2 separate regions of the Triticum aestivum genome follow, and region 1 is linked to region 2. A link is a contact called in public Hi-C data. All regions are on one chromosome and are shown on one strand. Each heading gives the region's core, a stretch centred on a gene start, on an enhancer-like site or on the middle of the called end of the contact. The rest is flanking DNA. Distances are from core to core; before and after follow the strand shown. Region 1 has its middle 32 kb from the start of LOC123181296. Region 2 holds the start of LOC123158832.

Region 1 (7,081 bases), core at 4,058-6,557, 210 kb before region 2:
AGCTCTCGCGGTTCGAGGTCGGCGTTGGAGATGTCCTAAGCAACATGTTGCGGGTTACAATCAGTTTGCGACCCGGCATGGCAGCCCATGTCGTGGACGAAATGGTGATCAACGTGGAATTCCCTATGTGACGCTCCGGCCTTTGCCTTAAGGCCCATGCATCTTAGGCCCTCGTCAGTTTGCGACCCGGCATGGCAGCCCATACCATGGACGAAATGGTGATCAACGTGGAATTCCCTATGTGCCGCCCTCTGTGTCATAAAGTCGGGGTTTCACACAGGCAAGTCGACCTATCGACTTGCATCTTAGGCCCTCGTCAGTTTGCGACCCGGCATGGCAGCCCATACCATGGACGAAATGGTGATCAACGTGGAATTCCCTATGTGCCGCCCTCTGTGTCATAAAGTCGGGGTTTCACACAGGCAAGTCGACCTATCGAACCAATTGGGCCGGCCCGTCAATAACATTACGCGTAGCTTTCTCCTGAACGGTTTTGGGAACCTTCTAGGTGATCCGAGCTGGTTTTTGCCGGTTTTGGGAACCTTCTAGAAGGTTCCTGAACCGGTTTTTTCTTTTGTAATTTATTTTCATTATTTATTTTTCTGTTTCCTTTCTTTTTCTTTTACTGTTTCTGTTTCTTTTTGCTTTATTATTTGTCAATTTTTTCTCTTTTTCAAAAGTTGCAGAGTTTTGAAGAAATCCATGTTTTCCAAAAAGACTTGTTCACGAAATTCAAAAAATGTCCCTTTTTCAAAAAATGTTCGTGTTTTCAAAATTTTGTTCGGGAGTTCCAGAAAATGTTCCAGTTTTCAAGAAATGTTCGCGTTCTCAAAAATTATTTGCGTTCTGAATTTTGGTTTGGAGTTTAAAAAATTGTTCCTACTTCCAAAATTTGTTCCTATTTTTAATTTTTTGGGTAGTTTGAAAAAATGTTCGTTTTTTTAATTGTTCGCATTTATTATTTTTGTAAGGGATTTTTAAAAAATGTTCCTATTTCAAAATTCGGGATTACCTAATTTTTCTCAGTTTCATAATTTTGTTCTGGACTCCAAAAGTTGTCTCCGTTTTCAAATTTTGTTCACCAATTCGAAAAACATTCACATTTTCGAAAAATGTTCTAAGGTTTAGAAATACAGTCCGTTTCCATTTTTTGTTCACCTATATAAAACAGTTTCAATTTTTCAATTTTTTAAAGGATTTTTGTAATTGTTCTCAGTTTAATTTTTTTGCTCTGAATTTAAATTTGTTACCTGTTTCCAAATTTTGTTCACAAATTCAGAAAAGTTCACATTTTCAAAACATGTTCTGGAAATTTAAAAAAATCTAGTTTTAAATAAATTGTTCAGATTTTTAATGATGCTCCATTTTTCGACTTTTGTTTACAAATTCGAATACCATTCACGTTTTGAAACAAATTTTCAGGAATTTGAAAATTTTCTTCATAATTCCGAAAGTTGATGAGAAATTTCTAAAATTGTTTGGGTTTGTTAAAAGTTATTTGTAACTTAAAGTGTTCAAAATTTCAAACAACGTTTGCAATTTTTTAAGTAATGTTTAGTTTACGCTGCTAAATTTAGTTCTTTAGATTTGCTCTGCTTCTTACGTCAACAACATTGAGTGGGTGGACTGGTTAGTCAAATTCGTGCACAAGCAGTAGGTTTGTTGTTCAAATTCTAGAAAGGGCCATTAAGTTTTTGCTCGAGTCAATTACACCACTAGTGCCAGAACTTGACACAAATAGTCACTTTAGTGCTAGAACTTGTGGTGTACATATAAGTGGTTCAAGAACTTGGCTTGACGATGCAAATACGCCGTTGTATACGCCTGCAGCTCTGACCAGGCGTTCCAGCATGGCAAGGAGCCCACTTTGAGTGGCCGAAAGCGTTGGGCTGGACGTGTGTTTATTTTGTGAAAAGCCCCTGATATTTTTTTCTTTCACCAAGAAGTACAGAAAAGAAAATTGATTTTTTTCTCTTATGAAAAAGTACAAAAAAGAAAATGGTCCACTAGAGGTTTGAACCGGCAACTTGCGGATTGCGTGAACAGGTTCTAGCCAGAACACCTAGGCAGACTTCTTGTCACTTAGGATACATATCCTTTATATATTCCGACTGAACAATTTTAATCCCAAAAATTAGTGCATGATCAGACATACGAACCAGGAACCTCATGGTAAATAAGTGGCCGGGCATTCCACCACAACTGACAAGGCAACTTATTTTGATGTAAGTTACACTTTATGAATATAACACAACGCAATCGTGTGACTAAACTGAATTGCAGTCAGCGCAACCATTTTCAACATTTTTAAAATTTTGTAAAATTATGTAAACTATAATCATGTGTTATAAATAATATACATATAAATAAAATAAACTGCATTGAAAATGTTCGTATAACATCAAAACATGCCCATGTACTAATTTAACAGAAATCCATATAATTAAATTTTATGACTATAACACAAAACGAACGTGTGGCTAAACTGAATTGTAGTCAGTGCAGACAATTTCAACTTTTTAGTTTCTTGCATTTTAAATATTTGTAAATTATAATGATGTGTTATGCATAATATACATATAAATAAAATAAATTACATTAAAAATGTTGATATAACATCAAAACATATCCCCGTACTAAATTTAACAAAGATCCACATAATTAACTTATGAATTTAATAAAAAACTGATCATGGTTTAAGAAAATGTTAGGTTGTTTTAAAAAGATTTCATGTTTAAAAAAATGTGTTTTCTATTTTTTTTACATAATTCTAACTAAAATTAAATATAAAATATGTATGAAAAATAAATACGAGCCTAGTGTGCCATCGGATTGCAGATTCTGAATGTGTACTATTTAAATCATATAATTTTTTATAATTCATAAATACTTTAAATTGTATGAATATATTTTAAATAACACATGAATTCTCTTTAATATGACATGAGCTTTTTGAATTATGCATAGCGTATTATACTTTTTAAACAAGAGACGTCTTGTGTTGGGTTGGTATGCCAGGGTATTTAACTTGTTGTATTTTGAACTATGCATAGTGTAATTATACTTTTTGAACAAGAGACGTACAAAAAAGAAGTTGTATTTTGTTTATGGGATTAAAGTTCTTAATTTATACTGTTCAGCCTAAAGTATATAAAGCTTATATATCTTAATGTTTTGTCAAATCCAACTCGGTGTGCTGGATAGCCAACCGCACGGGTAACCTGTATGTCGTGAGTTTGAATCTCAGGACTAACATTTTTCTTTTATGTACAATTTCTTCAGGTAACCTGTAGGTCGTGAGTTTGAATCTCAGGACTAACATTTTTCTTTTATGTACAATTTCTCTGGAGCAATATTTTCGCGAGAGAAAAAAAAATATCAAGGTGCTTTTTGCAGAAAGACAGACCACACGCCCTGCCCTGCCATCCCCTTCGTGTCGCTCACAGTGGGCCTCATGCCGAGCTGGCGCACCTAGTCAACGCAGCAGGCGTATACCACACCGTATTTGCATCGTCAAGCCAAGTTCTTGAACCATTTATATGTACATCACAAGTTCTAGCATTAAAGTGACTATTTGTGCCAAATTCTAGCACCTGTGTTGTAATTAACTCTTTTTGCTCATTTTTCGACCGGCACAGTTTAACTCGAATGGGCCGGCCCAGTCGGGCGCGCCTTGTGCGAATGGTCGTCTATTCGGCAAATAGGAGTTCCCGATCAACGTCACATACACGACGGCAGTCGAATCCCATATCACCACAAATTGAGTTTTCTTCAAGTCTACACGGTTGCGTGCATGGCGGTACTAGGCCTCAAATTCAAAGTTCCAAATGTCAACTTTTGTGAAAAACGTAAGCGTCATACAGGAAATTGGCAGAAGAAATTAAGAGGTATGCGGAAAAAATGCAGCGAGATTGCATCGATCGCTGTCTCACCAAACCCAAATTTCATTGCACACAGTTGCGAATCTCGCCTCTGGCGCCTCTACATCGACTTCCCCCTCAACATTCAACAGTGTCCAAGCGGGGATAACGTCAGAGCTCAACATCTCGTCACATCGATCGTCAGTTTTCACTTACGTATGTGGCAACCAACATTTCAACTTATTCTTGATCGTTTGGAGCTGCTGGCGCAAATAGCCTCGGCGATCAAGATGCAAGGCGCAAGGATGTCGATCGAGAAGGATCGCTCCGCGGCTCGTTCGTCAATGGACGCCGCCATCGGCTTTTCTCCTACCTTTTCGGACAATAATTTCCCGCCGCGACCGGCCGGCCGGCGTACGTGCGTGCCTCCCACAAGTTACCTCCCGCGGAGGATATGCCGATGGATCGAGGACGACGCCCACGCACGGACTCGCTCTCAATCCAAACCTGATTACTGGTCCTCGGCGGCTCCCTCCCCGTTGAAACAGGAAAGGCGAGTGTTTGCTACCCTCGGCGCGCGTTACGTCAGGTTTGGTGGCCACATGACCAGGGGCGTCGTACGTTCAGACGATCTTCACTGAGACATACGGTGGCTAGTGCGAGGCACTGAGCGTGACGTGAACGCCGCAAGTCTCCTGCCCTTTCAGGCTCAATCTCGTTTCCTTTTCTTGGAGGAGGATGATGCTCCTATTTTTGGTGCCTCTGAGATACCCCACGCCGGGTCACGTACGCCGCTCCCCTACATAGATTTATGCAAAACTCTATTGGGGGCATACGCCCATTCTGGTGCCTCTGAGATACCCCTGAGATTTTTGAGTAATCTAGATGGCATCAGCATGTGATTTTTGGGCATTTCTTTCAAACAAATATTCTCCTTTCAAATTTTGTTTCGCCATCCTATTTATTTATGTATACATAAAGGACGTTGCGCACGGTCATAGGGCATGCAACTGCAGCTACAGTCAATCGATGAACATGCAGTTACACACAGTCGACGGACATGCTACTTTAGCTGCGCATGGCAGGTGGGCATGCAGTTGCACGCTGATGCAAAATTAAAAATAATTAAATCTACAATGTATGCGGTTGCAGTAAGCGGATTTAGACGTTTTCGTCGATTATAAAGTGGCTTATAATGATTTCGTTAATCTTAAAATGATGTGTCAGTTTAATCTTTTATAAAGATACTCATGGAAGAAGGGTGTGCTGCACTGTGCTTATGCATGAATCGTCTGCATCTGCACTATATTAAAATAATCGTGGGACGCGCGCCGGTCATCCACTCGTATGACCCAGCTCGCCGTCCACGAGCAGGTCCACTGTGCAACTGACGTCGCAGGTGCGGCAGCCACACGTACTGATCCTCAGTTCCTCACCGGCTGCACACGTGACAACGATGGATGGGGACGGCGATCCATCTATCAATATCGAGGGCCCCGGCCGTGAGGAAGATAGAGTGGTAGCGCCACCCGAACGCCGTCACGTCGGTACCGGTGGGCAAGCCGTTCTTCGTTATCGGTCTCACCGAGAGATGAGTGATCACTACTCCACGGAACCACTAGCACTTTGGCCCTCTTGATTAGCGATTTTATCTAATACGCCGTCCTACAATCATTGGCCAGTGTAGTACTACTTGTTTGTTTGTGTTCTGATACTACAAAAATGAATACGGGTACAACTTTTCACTACAAATGATGCCAAACCGAGTTGGTGGCCGATCGCAACTAAGCATGCGCTTGGTTTAAAAATGCATGTTCAAGGACTAGCAGGCAGGAAGCCAGCCAATATATCCAATGAGGATATCTTCGTTTTGGCGCTATGTGCATCACCCAAAATTGTTGAGTTTAAAAAAAAAATCCAACCTTTGGAATCTTTTCTAGATATCATTTGACTCGAAGTGTAGAATTGCAGATACTTAAAAGCCCAACGAACTATGGTCTACAGATCCGTACGTATTTTTTATTATTTGTACCGTCGTCATTGCATATGAATAAATCAGAAGTTTTTTCACACAAAAAAGCCCAACGAACTGCCAAAGCGATGACAATCCGTACTTGATTATAGTGTCAATTGGGTTTTTAATCGCGAACTTTGTTTTGAACAAGAGGTACGGTCCTGAAGGACCCACAGATCCCTTAGATAAGCTTGAAAGCACAAATTATGAATTCCGGTGAGCATGAGGGAGCGTGTCCGGATTATGGCATCGGGAGGACGTGCGACGATGATGGCGATCTGAGGGCAACGGAAGGCAGAGACTGCAGATCAAAGATGGGTCGGTCTCCCCTCCTCTGAATAGTCAGGCCACGCTGAAGCGCTCGACCTCATCTTGGTTTTTGTTGCGGCCCATCGCCATGCGGGAGGGGTGGCTGGTGTGGTTCAACGGCGGGTAGGCGGGAAGGGGAGAGCAAGGGGGTAACTGGCTCGGGGGAAGGAGGAAGAGAAGTGGAGTTTATGTGGGGTTTGTTTGTCCGTGTCTAACATGACATCTCTCTCGGACATCCCTGTTTCTTCCCCACAACACATGGAAGGAGCAAATAACGGTTGTCATTGCACATGAGTTGCCTGTTTGCCAAAAAAGAAAATAATAAAGAGATGTCAATACAGAGACGGCTTTAGTTGTGAGTCCATATAGAAAACTATCTAGTTTAATAAAAAAATAGTGCATCTTAGCATAGACGAGTTTGAATCCCGTGCGTAGATATTATTTTGCGGATTTAAATTTGGTTTCTGACACCCTCCTTAATTAAAATACCACGGGGCTCCTCCCCTGCTGGTCTATATTTTTTCTAGAGTCAATTACACCACAGGTACCCGACCTTGGCAGGAAAAGTTAGTTTGGTGCTAAAACTTGTGACATACATTGAACCGGAGATAAAACTTGGTTTGGGCGTGCATCTACGGTGGTAATCATGTTTTGTATACGCACAACATGCTGCCGAGGCGCGCCAACGTGGCGTGGGACCAAATGTGAGTGACCAGGAGGCCAGGACGGGCGTGTGGCCTGATTTTTTTTCTTCTGAAAACACCCTGGTATTTTTATTTTTTCTCACAAAAAGCGCCTAAATTTTGTCAGTATGACAATTACCGCTTTTTTTGCGGGTAACAATTACCGCTAGTCCAGACAGGCTAGCCAGCACCACTTGCTGTACAAGTGGGATAAC
Region 2 (7,435 bases), core at 1,821-4,320:
AAGAAAGGAATTGTGTTGTCATATATATGACTGATAGGATTGATAATAGACTGAATCCTCTGCATGCAAACAAAATCAGTATTCAGTCAAACAGAATATAGGTTGGTTCTTCACAAATTCACCCAGTCCAATCAACTAAACTAACAAAGTTAATAGTTAATGATAGTTGGCCACACCATTCAACCTGCAATCTATTATTCATCTCAAAGACCTAAGACTGGCAATAATCCTATATTTGGACTGGTCTACCTAGTTACCAAGAGTTGCCACCAGGGCATGCATGCTGGGCACAATCTTGAAGAGCATAATCAAACCATTTTCTGTTATAGCGATGTTTCTTCTTTCCCACAAACTTGCCTTGGACTACCTCTCTTCTTCTAGACTACCAGCATCTACCTTCTAACCTATCATTTTAAAATGCTACAAATACCTATCTGGTTGCGGAGCTAAAATCATTTCCAAAGGAGGAAGGCTGGTTCTACTTTCATCAGCACTTGACTCTCTTGCTATTTACCGTATGTTGATTTTCTCTCTCCGGGAGAAAGTGATCGAGGCTATTGACGCTATTAGACGTGCCTTCTTCTGGGCTGCTGATGACACATGCACTGGTGCTAAATGTTTAATTGCCTGGAAAAATGTTTGCAAACATAAACCGAATTGGTGGTTTAGGCATAAAAAATCTTCATATCCAAAATAATTGCCTTACGAATTTTTCCTTCAAAATCCTTTCCGATGAGGTTCTTCCTTGGATCACTTGGTACCACTCCCAACACCCAAACTCCATGACCATCCCCCGGGCAAAACCTTCCTTCCTCGATAAAATTATAAACACACAATTACCCTCCAAAACATCTCCTGCCTTTTTTTAGGGTCACCACAAGCCCACCTGAACATTTTGTCATTTTCATTAGCCGATCATGCGGCGAAACATCAGCAATACAAGGGTTCGCAAGCCCATCCCAGAGGAAGGCAGGGGGGTTGACCGTACAGGCAGAAAAACTACAGAAAAGCAGCGAAGTTTTGAACCCAGGATTCAAGGATCGATTTGCAGATGGGACGCGAGCATCTCCAGCCCCACAACTTGACATCCACAGCGATGTTACAAGCAACCGCAGCAGGGGGCATGCGCTGGTCACGAAATACCTTGGCATTCTGGCTATTCCAGAACAATCTCCTTTGTCGTCACAAACTGCAGCGCCACTACGTTCTTTTGGCATGACACCTGGCTACTACACCAACCAATCGAAAAAGCCTTCCCGAACCTATACACCAACTCCTTACTTACGCACTGACATTCTGGTCTCCGTGATCTTGAAACTCGGATTACAATCTAAACTGCGGAATCACCTTACCTTGGTGGTGTCAAACGAGCTAGAAGTTTTGTTGCTTCTGATGCAGGATTTCAAGTTCAACGAAGAGCCAGATCAACACTTTCTCAACCATGGCCATGGCTTCTCCTCCAATAATGCATAAGACCTAATCTTGCATGAGGACAGTGAGGTTGACTACGCCGATCTCATTTAGGGCAGCAGGGCTCCTAATAAGGTGAAAATCTTCGGATGGCTACTATTCTGCGGCTGTCTAAACACCAAGGAAAACATGTTCCGCAAAAAAATCTCCCCCAACAGCTGCTGCTCACGGTGCGGCCACTACTCCAAAGACTCCTCTCACCTCTTCATCGGCCGTCCGAAGTCCATGCAGATTTTGGAACAACTGGGCATCGCCCCAGGACCTTCAAACCAGGACTTCTGGAATGCCCGGCCACCCCAACAATTAGATGGCTCCATCTGGCCAAAGGTGCTCCTCTCCATTCTATGGAAGATTTGGGACTCAAGGGATGCATAGGAACATAGATGGTTATAGCTGACTTCGTTTTATGAACTCATTGGTTCTAGCTGATATGAACCTGGACATCTAGCTGCTGTCGCAGGTATGCTATTTACAAGGACTGTATTGATCTCCTTGGTGATTTTGGGAAGGTCATCTTTGAGCATTGCCCGTGAGGAGCCAATGTAGTGGCTCATGAGCTAGCTAGGTTTGCGTCGACTCATCCACCAGGCGCCAGATGTGTGGCTGGAGAATCCCCCTAGTTTTACTGTGCCTTTCCTCATGGATAATGTAAGTATGGTTTATGATTAATAAAGCTTCCATGATGTCGTTCCCTCAAAAAACATGCAGGTCCTCAAAAAGAGGTGGTACGAGAACTATCCAATAAAGAGGAGTTGGTTTTAATGATCGCTGCTCCTCTTCATACATTTCCTTGTGAAATTCGACATGAACATAAAGCGAAGGCAGTTCTCGGCACACACTCAATTCAAACAAGGTTATGAACTGGACTAAGGACATTGGTTGCTATGCACCTGATAAAGAACGAAACCCTATTATGAGTCTATAACATTAATCCCCATTTCCCGGCGAATGCATTAGTAGCATGCTAGTAGTTGCTTGACATATAACTGAAATCATACGCAATTTTCTAGCAGGCAGCACTAACCGCAGCAACAAGAGGAGAGAGGGGAGGCACCTTGAGGAGCTCGTTGGACTCGAGGTTGTCCGTGAAGGCGGTGACGAGGTTGGGCGTGACGCCGCCCTTCCCCACCTGCTGCGACTTGAGCTTCTTGCCGAGGCCGTGCGCGTACGAGGCGAGCTCCTTCCGCTCCTTCACGTCGAGCTTCGGCCGCGGCAGCCGCGGGAGCACGAAGGAAGGGGGCGCCTCCTCCTGCTGCTCCTCCGTCGCTTCGAACTCCTCTTCATCCGCCGCGACCACCGCCTCGGACACGGCCGCTACGGCGAGGCCGTGGCCGCTGGTGAGGAGGGAGCAGAGAGGGCGGTGGGGGGCGGAGAGGCGGAGGCGAGCGGACGGGACGGGACGGGAAGGGAGCGACCGGAGGTGGGAGGAGAGGTGGGCGAGAGGGAGGCGGAGGAGGGCGACCGCCGCCGCAACGCTCGTCATGGTGTTCGACGGAATGCCGAGGAGGCGATGAACTCGGGAGGGGATAAGCAGGCGGGTGGTGACTGCCAAGCCGCAACTGCAGAGGCAGAGGGCGAGAGGGAGGAGATAAGCAATTCGTCAGAACTCCTGGCTCGGGCCCCACCTGCCATAGTCTGATAGAAGTTCGGTGCCATTCAAACGAGAACACTACACTCATTTCCCGCTGTTTGTTGTCAACAGGTTAACAGTTCTAGGTTGCCATACAAACACTACGATCTGAGAAACACAGGGAATTTCTAGAGAATTTCATACGGAACTGTTAGATCGGAACTGTTAGATTCCCGTTGGATTCAGTTATTTGTCTACAAAAAAGCGGGATGAAAGACTATTTCGATAGTTTCCATTGGATTTGAAAAAGAATCTCCAGATCGAGAATGGTCTGGATTTTCTGAATGTTTATAAAAAAAAGCCTTTGGTGCTCTGAAACATTGATGGATTCCTCCTTGACATATATATATATATACTTTGGGTCCCCGCACAAAAAATTCTCAAAAAAATGGTCAAGTCAGTGTCATATTTGAGGGGAGGATGAAGATGAACAACAGTGCACAGAGCTACCAACAAGCCATCCGACAGGGACATGTCTCGACAAAAAGAACATATATAGAACCAAAGGAATTTCCACGAGCTCTTCACTGATCAACGTCTTTGGAGACGATAGAACATCATAATGCACATTGTACAACGCCAGGGACATGTATGGCTCAATGAACTTCTAGAAGACCTGGGCGACTTTGCTCGCCAGTACACGGTCCCGTTTTTCGATGAACTCGGAAGGGAACCAGCCAGCTTTCCCCCTGCACTCACCTTCAGCCCACCCATTGTTTGACACCTGATTAAGGAGGTTATCAGCACAAGCTTAGAATAGTTGAATTTGACTGCAACAAGGACGAGGCACTAAGAAAATTCAGCAAAGTGACCAAGCATTCAAGCTGCTGGCAGCAGAGTTGCTGCTGGCAGCAGAGTTGCTGCTGCCAGCAAAGGCAAAATTGACAAATTTGACCTATGGACGAAATCAAATCACAGAATGAACTGTCCGTGAAACTATTTCACGCGGCTGACCTTTTTGTGTAACGCCCGACACGAAGGCGCCACACTACACTGTGCAACGCCTCACAGATAGGCGCTACACGTCTGGCCAGCGTCGCACCCGTGTGATCCGAAAATTACTAAGTCAGTGTGCAGCGCCTGAGAGCTAGGCGCCACACTATACAGTGTAGCGCCTAGCTTCTAGGCGTTGCACTAGTGGTTGCTTCATTTTGTAGTGCAACCACTAGTGCAGCGCCTGAGAGCTGGGCGCCACACTATACAGTGCAGCGCCTAGCTCTTAGGCTCTGCACAATGACTTAGCAATTTTTAGGCAGTCTGGGGTGCAACGGTGGCCAGGCGTGTAGCGCCTATCTGTGAGGCGTTGCACAGTGTAGTGTGACGCCTTCGTGTCGGGCGTCACACAAAAAGGTCAGCCGCGTGAAATAGTTTCACGGACAGTTCATTCTGTGATTTGATTTCGTCCACAGGTTAATTTTGTCAAATTTGCCGCCAGCAAAGAGCCTGGTAGCAGAGTGGAACTATGTAGTACAGAGAAGGAAGTACCTTCCGGACAACTATGTAGTCGCCAGTTGACAGGTTGAGCTCAGTTTCACTCTCAGCTCGGTATGACTGGATTGCCTGACGAAAAGATGGCCATGTATAGCAATTAAAAAGAAAATCCCAACAGATAAAACAAATTAGTACTAGTAGGCTAGCTGCATTACGATGAAAGTAATAATTGGTTACCTCAGCCAGGAAGTGCTCCACTGTCTCCACCAATTCTGCAACTGTTGGAGTCCTCATGAATATACCGTTAACTTCTTCATATGCGGGTGGCGGTGGCATAGAATTCTCAATGACTGGAGGAGGTGCTCCTTCAATTCTTTGTCGCTCAGATACCATCTGCAAAATAAATAGTTATGAATCATGATAACAAAACAAATATCTTTCTTGACGATATACAAGTTTGTCTGTTCTGTAAGTGTGATTACAATGCCTATACAATGAATCAGTACCTCTCTTTCAAGTTGATCCAGAATCTGTAGGACCCTTTGGTGGTAACTTCTCTCAGATTCAACCTTCAGTCAAGCCATCAAGTGTCATTTGAAGCAATAGTAGAGCTTAAGGCAAACGAGAAAATGATCAAGTGATTCAACTAAACAAAGATTAAATATACCATCGCGATAAGTCGTTGTAATGTCAGCCTTTGTTGTTGGGCTTCAACAGCAGTCATTGCTGCAACAGCTTCTTTGCCTAGAGTCCCCATATTTGATTTTAACTCTTGCAGCTTCGACTCAGCAGCCTCTAACCTTGAAATCATATCACCATTTCCAGATGTCTCTCTTAATTTCATTTGGCGCTTTGAAACTTCAATGGCCTGCAGAACCCATGGATACCTTGCTAAGTCTCTTGTAGCAACAAGAAAAAGAATGTGGTATAACATGACAGAGTGATGTTCAAATGAATAGTGGGAAGAAACTAATAGGAAGCGTAGATGGCCAAGAAACAGTTCAAAAGTCCATTTATGGGGAAGTGATGTACTGATGTGTATTTTCATTTTTCATTTACACGGCAACTTCGCATGGCAAATCAAATAAATAAAAATTATGTGCGAGAACAATTGCAACTCCCTGCACAAATGCTCAATTAAGTCAAGCATCTCACCTATTTCGTCTGCTCCCTATGTACCCAAGAAATGCAAGTCAACTGGAAGTAAACTGGTCTACTTTTAGATGTCAGATTTTAGCACAAAATAAACAGAACATGAGATGCTGATCTGTTTAAATGGCTGAATGACTTCTATTGTTGCTATACATGAAACATAAAAACAGTGACTTGTATGGGGCAGTGCTCCACATTGTTTTCCTCGTAAAACAACTGTGGACTTAGTGAAATAGATATGCCATTTTTTCAGCAAAGAAAAATTTCAAATCATCTGACATTTTGTTAGAGATATTACTGGTTTACAAGGTACATCTTCTGAGTAATACCATAATTTCTCTATGCCATATTATTGTATATATTTCAAATTGTCAACAGTAACTTGGAAATGAATGTTTCTATAGCCATTGGAGACAAGAGATAAATGTAAGCATGTCGGAATATGATATTTCATAGTGAAGTAACCTGTGCTTCAGCTTCTTGACGCATTCTGTCATATCTTTGGGCAAGGTGACGAGCATCTTCCAAAGGAGCTCCCATCACCATGGCTCTCAGTGGCTCTGCTACCTGAAAATATTGACCATTAGTCACAAATATGCAGGTTGGGTAATATAAACAAACAAGGTTGGAAGGATGTTATGATTAGTAAAATTCATAGCAGAATAAGGTAGTTATTTCTTATTAGCCTGCACATGGTAATGGATAATTAAGTCTTAATAACAGTTTTTACGGATGTGAGATTTTCCACGAACAAAAAGAAAAGCATCAAGACATAATATCACCAACAGAGAACACAGGTCAAAAAGAAAACTATAGTCCCACTCTATTTTCCCACTTTTCTATCTTCTATTTAGCATTTTCCTATTTTAGAAGGAAAAATAAGATGTTGGGAGGAAGGTTCTGAAACTAACAGCTCCGCTCGAGGTCTATATTCGGTGGAAACCTCAGTTTCATAAACAACAGAAAAGCTAGGTGGACACCATTTAGGAATTAGGACAGACCCAGTGCTATAAGCTCCCACACCAGGTGGGGTCTGGAGAACGATTATACAAGGCAAGCCTTATTGTTCCAAATATGGGCCAGTTAATCAGCATCTCAGTCAGTTAATCGCTACTCGGTGAGTCGCCGAATAGCCAATTGACTGATTTATCGGCCGATTAACTGGAAAATTCGCCCATTTATCCCTACTCAGCACCTGACCGATATGGTACCAGTTACCGATATCCTGAACATTGAGCCTTACACCTGCACAGTGCAATGAAGAGAGGTTGGTTCGAACCCAGGACCTCTTGGCACAAGTGGGGAGTACTTCACCACTGCGCCAGCCGCCAGGCCACTGACAAATTATACTAGCATATATTTCTTAATTACTACCCTATCAATACAGTACGTAACGGAAAAAAAGTGAAGATGACAGTGTTTTTGTTCCCACACAACTTAAATATAACCACTGAAATGATGACAAGTGGTGACGAAAATCAGATCATCAGCCGGCTGGCAATTGCCACTAGTCGTGTCTACTGAAATAAAAATAAAACCAACATGTAACGCATAGAAAACGAACTTTACATTGTGCGTACATAATTCCCCTATGTTTTTATAGGTTATTACTGGGCTGAAACCAAAAAGGGACAATACCTGGGTGCCAAACGCTTTCAGCAGGTTTGCCCGTTCCTTCTCCATCAGGGATCGCGCCTTCGCAAAACTCAACGCTGCCCTCGACAATGTACTCCCACTGGTACAGGTATTCTC

What was found. Hi-C and Micro-C count contacts between places; a contact is called where the count stands out from the background.
Region 1: a Hi-C map of leaf shows a contact between it and region 2, with 6 times the contacts expected there. The contact joins the enhancer-like site here to the promoter of LOC123158832 in region 2. A contact is called at or near these places in 1 of 5 Hi-C or Micro-C datasets (leaf) and 1 of 1 datasets of contacts at active chromatin or transcription factors (leaf).

What each region holds. Positions count from the first base shown.
Region 1 is chr1D:253,534,592-253,541,672 of IWGSC CS RefSeq v2.1, reverse strand. No RefSeq gene overlaps it. Among protein-coding and RNA genes, the nearest start is that of LOC123181296, 32 kb to the right of the region's middle. Within about 2 kb of position 5,307, at least 4 of the 8 cell types and tissues checked have an H3K27ac peak or open chromatin away from gene starts, as enhancers often do. A contact at or near this core is called in leaf, where this site is marked.
Region 2 is chr1D:253,325,129-253,332,563 of IWGSC CS RefSeq v2.1, reverse strand. LOC123158832 reads right to left here and starts at 3,070. Exons shown (of 2, transcript XM_044576666.1): 1 at 2,525-3,070. The coding sequence starts at 3,070. LOC123181295 (SH3 domain-containing protein 2) reads right to left here. Exons shown (of 10, transcript XM_044593554.1): 4 at 7,322-7,435; 5 at 6,149-6,250; 6 at 5,199-5,399; 7 at 5,038-5,100; 8 at 4,769-4,924; 9 at 4,586-4,660; 10 at 3,404-3,824. The coding sequence ends at 3,708.